2 separate regions of the Mus musculus genome follow, and region 2 is linked to region 1. A link is a contact called in public Hi-C data. All regions are on one chromosome and are shown on one strand. Each heading gives the region's core, a stretch centred on a gene start, on an enhancer-like site or on the middle of the called end of the contact. The rest is flanking DNA. Distances are from core to core; before and after follow the strand shown. Region 1 overlaps Unc5b (unc-5 netrin receptor B). Region 2 has its middle 3.2 kb from the start of Gm36750.

Evidence for each region. Hi-C and Micro-C count contacts between places; a contact is called where the count stands out from the background.
Region 2: a contact with region 1 is called in a Hi-C map of the N1E-115 cell line, with 7 times the contacts expected there. The contact joins two enhancer-like sites. A contact is called at or near these places in 1 of 15 datasets of contacts at CTCF or cohesin (embryonic stem cells), 4 of 484 Hi-C or Micro-C datasets (the N1E-115 cell line, cortical neurons and embryonic stem cells), 3 of 115 datasets of contacts at active chromatin or transcription factors (bone marrow-derived dendritic cells, embryonic stem cells and pancreatic cancer cells) and 1 of 9 other capture datasets (embryonic stem cells).

What each region holds. Positions count from the first base shown.
Region 1 is chr10:60,769,759-60,774,232 of GRCm38.p6, forward strand. It overlaps Unc5b (unc-5 netrin receptor B), which reads right to left. Exons shown (of 17, transcript NM_029770.3): 11 at 3,986-4,073; 12 at 2,731-2,899; 13 at 2,420-2,653. Among named protein-coding and RNA genes, the nearest start is that of Slc29a3, 19 kb to the left of the region's middle. Within about 2 kb of position 1,328, at least 7 of the 459 cell types and tissues checked have an H3K27ac peak or open chromatin away from gene starts, as enhancers often do. A contact at or near this core is called in the N1E-115 cell line, where this site is marked.
Region 2 is chr10:60,883,363-60,887,512 of GRCm38.p6, forward strand. No RefSeq gene overlaps it. Among named protein-coding and RNA genes, the nearest start is that of Gm36750, 3.2 kb to the right of the region's middle. Within about 2 kb of position 2,094, at least 40 of the 459 cell types and tissues checked have an H3K27ac peak or open chromatin away from gene starts, as enhancers often do. A contact at or near this core is called in the N1E-115 cell line, where this site is marked.

The sequences.
Region 1 (4,474 bases), core at 78-2,577:
ATAGACAATAAACTGGATGGATGACACATGGGCGGACAGGGGGATAGGTAGATACACAGAGAACATATGTGTGGGTAACAAGAACTTGGAAGGAGAATTAGATAGATGGGTTAGATGTATAGAAGGATACTGACAGGGGTCTGCTGGAAGGATGGAGAACACAAAGATGATGGATGGATGGATGGATGGATGGATGGATGGATAGATGGATGTTGGATGGAGGATGGATGGATGGATGGATGGGTGGGTGGGTAGGTGGATGGATGGATGAATGGATAGATGGGTGGATAATGGATGAATGGGTAGATGGATCGATGGATGAATGATAGTATTGTGAATATGGTTTATTGCTTGTATTATGTTAACTGGGTTCCCAAAATTAAATGGGAATTCACACACCTACAGGTAGGATGCTGAGGGTCCCTGGTCCCAGTTGGCTTTGATTGATATAATGGCTGGGCAGTGAGACAGAAGCAGGACTTTAGGATTCCTGGCCAAGAGGCACAGGAGAGAGAGAAAAAGGCAGAACCCCATGCTGGGGAAGCAGAAGGATCAGGCGTGAGAAATAAGACAGAGAGACAGCCAGCATGTGAGAGTCGGGGATCAAAACCCAGGTGGGCGATAGGTCTGCACCTGGGAAGGCCAAGATGGGACACAGGTTTTAGAAAGTAGTAATTCAGGAATATCAGAGGGGTAAGTGGGTTAGCCGCTGGGAGGTCTGGAAGTGCCCAGCCATTGAGCTGTTTAAGGCATATTAGATATAAGGCTGTGTGTGTGTGTGTGTGTGTGCGCGCACGTGCCTTCCATTCAAGAATCCAGATCATTGGGGTGAGTTCCTCACTATCTGCCCGGGAGATTAGAGAGGATTAGCCAACTACTGTAACATGATGGATGGATGATGGATGGCTAGATCATTGGATGGATGTGTGGGTAAGCATAAACAGATAGATACACAAATGACAGGTATATGAATAGAAGGTCATTTGAAGGAAAGACATACGAGCGAAGAGAATGGCTGAGTGAACAACTGGCTGTTTACTGTGCAAGTGTATTACTTATTACCACAATGAGTGAAAAGGTAGAGGGCAGATGGACGGGTGAATAGACAGGGCTTGAACAATTAAAAGAACGCAACTGAGCCAGAATGTGGTGACTTCCCTGTTGATCTTCACACCACCCTCTGGCTCAGATGGACAGCAGCCAATACCAGTGCCACAAGATCCTTCTGGAAAAAATTCCCAGCCGTGACCACCCCCCTTTTGGAGGCCTCCTGGAATGTCAGGGTAATACAGCCCCACAGAGGACGCCCTTCTCCCACAGGGCCTTTTCATCTGGGTTGCATCAGTCCCCAGCACGCAGCCTGAGAAAGTCACATGAGACTCAAGAGACAGAGTGACTGGGAGAGACCACAACTCAGAGCTGGAAAGAGGCACTGGTTTGCCAGAGAGAGCCATGAGGCTTCTGAGAGGGCTGGAAGAAAGATGGAGAAGAGAGCCAAGTCTATATCCTCCCTTTCACGCTAGGATGAGACCGGGGACCTGGGAATGGGACAGAGTTGGGGAAGGAAGGGGCACGGGCTTTGAGGCATGTATGACAGACAGGTGGGACGCCCACTTGGGCTCCACATCAGCCAGTGTTAGCCCCCTTCCTCTCTGCCCATCCTTTCCCTCACTTCCGGTCTCCACTGCCTTTTCTTCTGTGTCTGCTAGAAGCTCAGGTTTTCCTAGCTCATCCCATCAGTTCCTGGTCTGTCCATCTCACTGACCACCCACAAGGCCCAGTCTCATCTCCTGGCCATTGCTACTGCCTGCTATGTGGGGCATACCCCCAGCTTCCCAACTTGCCTCTGCCTCTTGTTCACCAATGTTCCTGTTATACACACACACACACACACACACACACACACACACCCCATAGCTATAGGGAATTCTACAAAGTACCTGTGAACAGGTGTCTGCCATAGCTGGGCCCCTCACCACTGGTCGGCATCCTGATTGCTAGGCATGACCTGAGCTTGCTAACAAGCTACTATCTCTCCAGCCCCCCCCCCCACTCTTACAGGACTACTCGTACACACATCCTACTCTGCTCACGACGCTGAGCCGCACACCTGTCTCGGCAGAAGGTCGCTCTGTTGGTCTGAAATGCCCTTCCTCTTTTCTACCCAGAGTGACAACTTGTCACCCAGGGCTTAGGCCTGAAGTCCGCTCTCTCAGACTTCTCAAAGAGATTCCCCTGCTTGTCTCCCACCTCCTGCCCAGTCCTAGGAGCTGCGGCCTCCATGCCTGCCTGAGGGTCCATTGCTGTTCTGAGGCTGGTGCCAGAAAGAAGCCTGTAGGGACCACGCATCTGGGGAGGGTTCTAACAACCAATTGATTGGCTGTGCTGATGCCCCTGCCGTGCCCTGACAAGCCCCTACCTTCAGTGCTACAGGTGTGTCCTCCAGACAGTAGACCCTGAGGCTATACTCCAGGGAGGTGCAGAGGGCTGGGGCGAAGATGGCCAGCTGGAGCCGCTTGACTGCAGAGCGAGAGTAGGACTCGCCCATGAATACGTAGGTACCCAGCTGGTCCAGCAGGATGTGGCAGGACTTAGCCTCCAGCTGGCAGTAGCAGGGTGTGTTGAGGGTCTCCTCATCCAAGGTCACCACCTCCTATGGGGGACGAAGAGGACGTTGTCACCTGGGCTGGGATCATGCCGTTTTGAGAGTCACCACACCCGGCTTCTCACCTCCCAGTGGCCCTGATGGGCCTGGGTCTTGAGCTGAAAGATCCAGTCTCCAGCGATGACTTCAGCACAGTGGGGCACGGTGAGGACGACAGGGCGGCACAGGAGTAGGCCTGTGGGCCCACAGGTCACCGAGGGGCTCAATACTGTCTGGGAACCTTCTGAAAGTGGGCTGAGGGGGAGGGCAGAGGGAGGCAGGAGACAAAAGCCAGAAGAAGTCATTCATCAGGGATACTCGACTCTTGTGGAGCCCCCAACTCCACCCAGGGCCCGTGCCAAGGCAAGTCACTGCCCTTTGCTGACTGGGACGAGATCTCACAGGGGCAGGAAGGAAGAAACAGCATAAATGGCATAAACAAAGTTCTAGATTTTTGCTGTCACAGCCAAAGCTTTGCACAGCCTCAAGGTCTGAGGCTTTATAGAACATTGTCTTTTCTTTTCTTTCTTTAAAACAAAACAGCAGAACAAAACAAATTGAGGCTTGGCTTAGCGGCGCACGCCTTTAATCTTAGCACTTGGAGAGGCAGAGGCAGGCAGATCTCTGAGTTGGAGGCCAGCCTGGTCTACAGAGTGAGTTCCAGGACTGGCCAGAACTAAAGTGAGACCTCCATCTTGAAAAAAAACAACAATAAAACCATTTGGTGTGTGTGTGTGTGTGTGTGTGTGTGTGTGTGTGTGTGTGTGTGTGTGCACATGTGAATTACTTGTTCACGCCCATGTTCAAACTGAGATGGTCAGTCTTTCTCTGACTGGATGTGAGGTCACCGAGGAGATGCACCCCTGATGTGCCTGTCTGTGAGGATGCTCCCAGAGAGATTGAAGTAGGAGGGAAGATCCACTCTATTATGTATGTGAACCCACATAACTTGTGGACTGAATGAAAAAGAAAGAGAAGGTGAGGGGAGCCTCGTACACCAGTGTTCGTCCCTCTCTGGTTCCTGACTACGGATGCTTCCCATTCCTGTGACCACAGGAAGAGGGACTCTCACCATGGCGAGTCCAAATGAACCCCTCCTCCTTAAGTTCTTATCATGCATTTGCCACAGCAATGGGACATACACAATGCAGTTGCTTACCAATCCCCCTTTGCACAGGAAAGGTTTGCTGTTGCTAGGTTCTACCCATTAGAATATGCTTTCTCTGGGGGACCCTGGGCACTGGGACCAAGCTTCAAAGGGCAAATGGAAACGTGTGTGCCCAGTGTGGGCTGAGCACGAGGGGTGGGTGCTGGCTGGCCAGGGCTGGCGGGTCTACTCACAGGGTGCTTTCGGCCTTGTTGATATGTAGATACAGGTCATAGAACTTGCCCTGGGGAATGGCTCCATTTGGTACCAACAGGCTGACCCCTAGGGAGGAAGGAAGGCTATCAGCAAGAGGAGGAGGAGGTAGCAGAGATGAGAAAGATGGGGTAGACTCTGGCTCCAACCTAGGGAAGGGAAAGACTCTAGACTCGGGGGTATGGGGGTGGATAGATACAGGGAGCACACAGGCTACTTGGCCTGGTCTGCCCATGAATACAGGGGGCCTCTAACATTGCTGGGGTAGGAGGGTCAGAATGCTCCAGTGCTAGCCCTCATGCTGGCTCAGGACAGGACTCTGAAAAGCCACCAGCTGCCACTTTCACAAGCTGAGATGCGCATCCTGGCCCTGCTGCCCTTTAAAACCAGGACAGCTCTATGGGACTAAAGATAAGAGCCATTCTCCCAACCTAAAGGGAAGTGAGACCCCTTCCAAGTGGTTGCCCCAA
Region 2 (4,150 bases), core at 844-3,343, 110 kb after region 1:
TTCTCTGTGTAACCCTGACTGTCCTGGAATTAGCTCTATAGACTAGGCTGGCCTCGAACTCACAGAGATCTGCCTGCCTCTGCCTTTCAAGTGCTGGGATTAAAGGCGTGTGCCTCTGCTGCTTGGCCTCACCATTCTTTATCTCAAGAGAGGTTCTGCCTGCAGAGTCCACCACCAGACTCAGCAGTCCGATTGCACTTCGCTTTTGACCTGAACAAAGCCTGCCAGAAGTTCCAGGGCTCCTTGGGACCTTCAATTCAGGCCTATTCTTGTCTTCAACATGATTCAAAGTCCTGAGTTCTTCAAACCTAGAGGGAAGTAGAGATCAGTCTGGTCCACTCTGCCTTGGGGCTGGGGTGGTGTGAGCACCAAGAAGCCGGGATTGGAGCCAAGAATGTAGCTCAGTAGAGTGCTTGCCTAGGCTATATGATGCTTTGGGCTTTATTTCCAGTATCATCTAAACCATGCATGGTGGTACATGCCTGTAATACTCGTGATTGGAAGGTGGAAGCAAGATTGGGAATTTAAGGCCATCATCATCCTTGGTTATAAGGGGAGATCAAGGCCAGCCCAGATATGTGAAAACACGTCTCACAAAAGGAACCCAGTGTCCTTTGCTTTGGCCTTGTGGGCGCCTGCTTTTCTTTCATTTGGCCTAGTAGAATGATGTTTTACTTGTTCCGATGCACGGGACATTCACTCGGGCCCATTGGATGGATGGTCTGAGAGGATTCCTCTCCTTGACCTCGAGGGCCCTAATCAAACTTAATAGCTACAGCATAAACCCCATGTACCAGATCTGGCTGCAGCCAAGACTTGAGAGAGCACTCAGTAGGGCAGCCTTCATAGGCCCAGGGGTAGAGAATCCAATGTAAACCTCCTATCATGGTCTTTTGTACTCCTTCTCAGCCTTGGGGTTCCAACCCTGTTCCACCCCCAACCCTCAGAATTTCAAGTAGAACTGTTCTGACATGTAGACAGCCCGTGGCTCATCGTGACGAATGCATGTTCCTCATCAACAGAGCCCTGATCAGCTGCATAACCTCTGCCCCCAAGAATGGCTGGATTGTACCTTTAGGCCTGCCTGGGCTGTTGCCTGTGCCTCAAACTCAGACCTAAGGACTGGGAAGCAGAGGCAGCCACACTGGGCACAAATTTGGGAGCTTTAGGTACTCCTTCAAACTGAGGTCAAAGGCTGTTCCCACGGGAGGGAGGTGGAATGGCAGGCATAGTGTACTGACGGACAGGAGATATGAATGGAGACGGTGAACACAGGGTGAGGAAGGGTGGGTTAACTTTATGTTGCAACATATCTCTTGTCTTGGTTAGAGTTTTGTTGCTATGGAGAGACACCATTACCTTATAAAGGAAAGACATAAAACATTCTTAAAGGCAACTCTTATAAAGGAAAACATTTAATCGGGCCGGCTTACAGTTTCAGAGGTTTAGTTTAGTATCGTCATAGTGGGAATCACGGTAGTATCCAGACATAGTGCTGGAGAAGATGCTGAGAGTTCTACATCTGGATCAGCAGGCAGCGGGAAATGAATGCCACACTGGGCCTGGCTTAAGCGTCTGAAACCTCAAATCCCTCCCCCAAGTGACACACTTCCTCTAACACGGCCACACCTACCTCCAACAAGGCTACACCTACTCCAACTAAGCCACACCTACTCCAACTAAGCCACACCTACTTCAACTAAGCCACACCTACTCCAACAAGGCTACACCTCCTAATAGTGCCACTCTCTCTGGGTCTATGGGAACCATTTTCATTCAAACCACTGCATCCCTACAGACTTACAACTTCTTAGTTCTAGAGGGCAGAGTCTGATGTGTGTCTCTTTGGGGCAAAAATCAAACTGGTACACATCTCAGTTCCTCCCAGATCCCAGAGGAGAGTGTCTCCTTGCCTTTCTCAACAGCTTTCTGAACAGCGGGGCTCATAGTCCCCTCCACAATGTCAAATCTCATGTCACATGTGTGGCTCGCCTCCGTCACATTTCTGACTGTCCTCTCTCAGGAACGTGCTATCCCACTGGGCTTATCCGGCTAATCTGAAACAATCTGTTTATCCAAGATCCCAAACCACATCCGGAAAGTCCCTGTGACCAGGTGATGACATAATGCCAGAGTCTGAGGCGTAGCATGTGAATGTATGTGAGTAGACTATTTTTCTGTCTAGCGGGACCTGTGAAGCAAGGGCTGTCAGGGTGACCAGCTAGGCTGAAGCTGAGGGGAGGGGTGGCCTTGGCTGGATTTGGTTTGGTGGAGAAAAGGCTTGGTTGAGTGCAGAGCGGGTAATAACCCAAGTCTTGAGCCAAGTAGTTCTCTGCCCACCGGACTTGGCACTGTACAAATACCTAAGAAAAACTTGCAGAAAGAACAAAGGTGAGGCAGCCTGGCTGCTGACTGGCAGGCGTGGGGTGGGGCATAGCCTGGCGTGCTGGCTGCTGATTGGCAGGCGTGGGGTGGGGGCGTAGCCTGGAGTCCATAGCTGAGCTCTTCCCTGGGGACCGGGGTGGGGGGTGGGGGCTGGGGGGAGTGTCTCTGCGGGGAGGTGGGCCCTCTCCATGCAGCGTGGGAGTTAAGTCTATCGCTGTCCCCTTGTCACTCTGTCACCCATCTAATGGCCGTCGATAGTACTTGAATGAGAATTGATGGGGAGATAGATTTAATTAACCCCAGTGTCAGCAGCTGCCGGGCTACCGGTTTGTGTGTTAATAGAGCGGCCACCCGGGCTCTCCAGGGCTTTTCTGGGAGTCTGAGGCCAGCGGAGCAATTGTGCTTGTCAGCATAGGTGGATAAATGAAGAGAGGCAGAACAGTGCTCAGCCTGGACTGGCCTCTCTCTCACTCTAAGACCAACCAGTCACCTTGTTGGTCACGATGGGGCCACCTGGCTCAGCTCCTTCATTGGGATGTCTGTGCTGGGCAAGGATGAGGGCTGAGACAAGTACCCTGCTGGCTCCATCAGCATCAGAGGTCCCTGATGCCCCCTATCCTTGGGGGACCTCTGGGTCAGTGCTTGGCCTGAAGGCTCTAGGCACAGCTAGTACTCTTTGTGTTCGGTCCATCCTTCTTCCTTTGTCTTTGCTGTGGGTGGCACCTGTGCTTGGTACCAGACCTTTGAAGATGTCATTATTCTCTCCCCTGCTAGGCTGTATTGTAGCTCTCCTGTGTGCTGGCCTTCCCTTCAGCCGTGCATGGAACTCTGGGGACCTGACCTCTGCACAGCCAGATCCAAAACATGACCTTGGTTAGTGTTAGAACACCGTGCCCTGGGTCTAGTGTTTTTCCCACAACAGATGTACCAGAGGCGGGGCTTTGAAGCCTGTTCCTTGAGTCTGATGCTTTAGAGTACCCCAGAATGAGCATTGACCCCAACACAGACACTTAAGAGTCTATCAACTAACATATCTATGTCTGGGGCTTTTCTTGTCACTGGAGCCCTGGTCCTACTCTTTAGGGTGAGAGCGGCAGGCTTATGATACTCACTGGCTACCTGCTTCTTGGAGGACCTGGGCACGGTGGTGGGGCCTACAAAGACCCGGAGGCAGCTGGGCAGCAGCCAGTGCCTGTCTGGCAGTCTCCTTCCTCACTTCACACCTCTGCTGCCTTTCATTTTCGGCTCTGATTGGTTTTCTTGTTTTAACACATACCCCAGGCCCCGAGTTTGACCCCAGTGATGGATTCATTGCTCTCTAGGACTCCAGCTGCCAAGCTTGCTCGAAGCTGCTGGGGGTGGAAGTGGGGGGAGCAGGGACAGTGGCAGGAATCATCTTGCATGTCCCAGGATCCACTGTGATCTGGTGTTCTTCCCTCTGGGCAGATCATGACAGAGAGAGAGAGACAGAGAGACAAAGACAGAGAGAGAGACAGAGACAGAGACAGAGAGAAGCTTGGGTATGAAAGGACCCAGTTGGGGACTGTGGAGAGGTTATCAGAGAAAATGGCTAGTCTCCTTCTTTGGGCATCGGATCCCCTTCAGAGTATGAGAGAACAGGAGCTGTGGATGGTCCATCGTTCAGCAATGTGATGTTTGCAACCTTTAATGAAGGGGACATTGATTTCCCATCATGTCCCTGGAAGCGGCCACTGCAGAAATCTTCCTGTTGCTGCATGTACCCCAAGAGAATGGGCAGAGAACT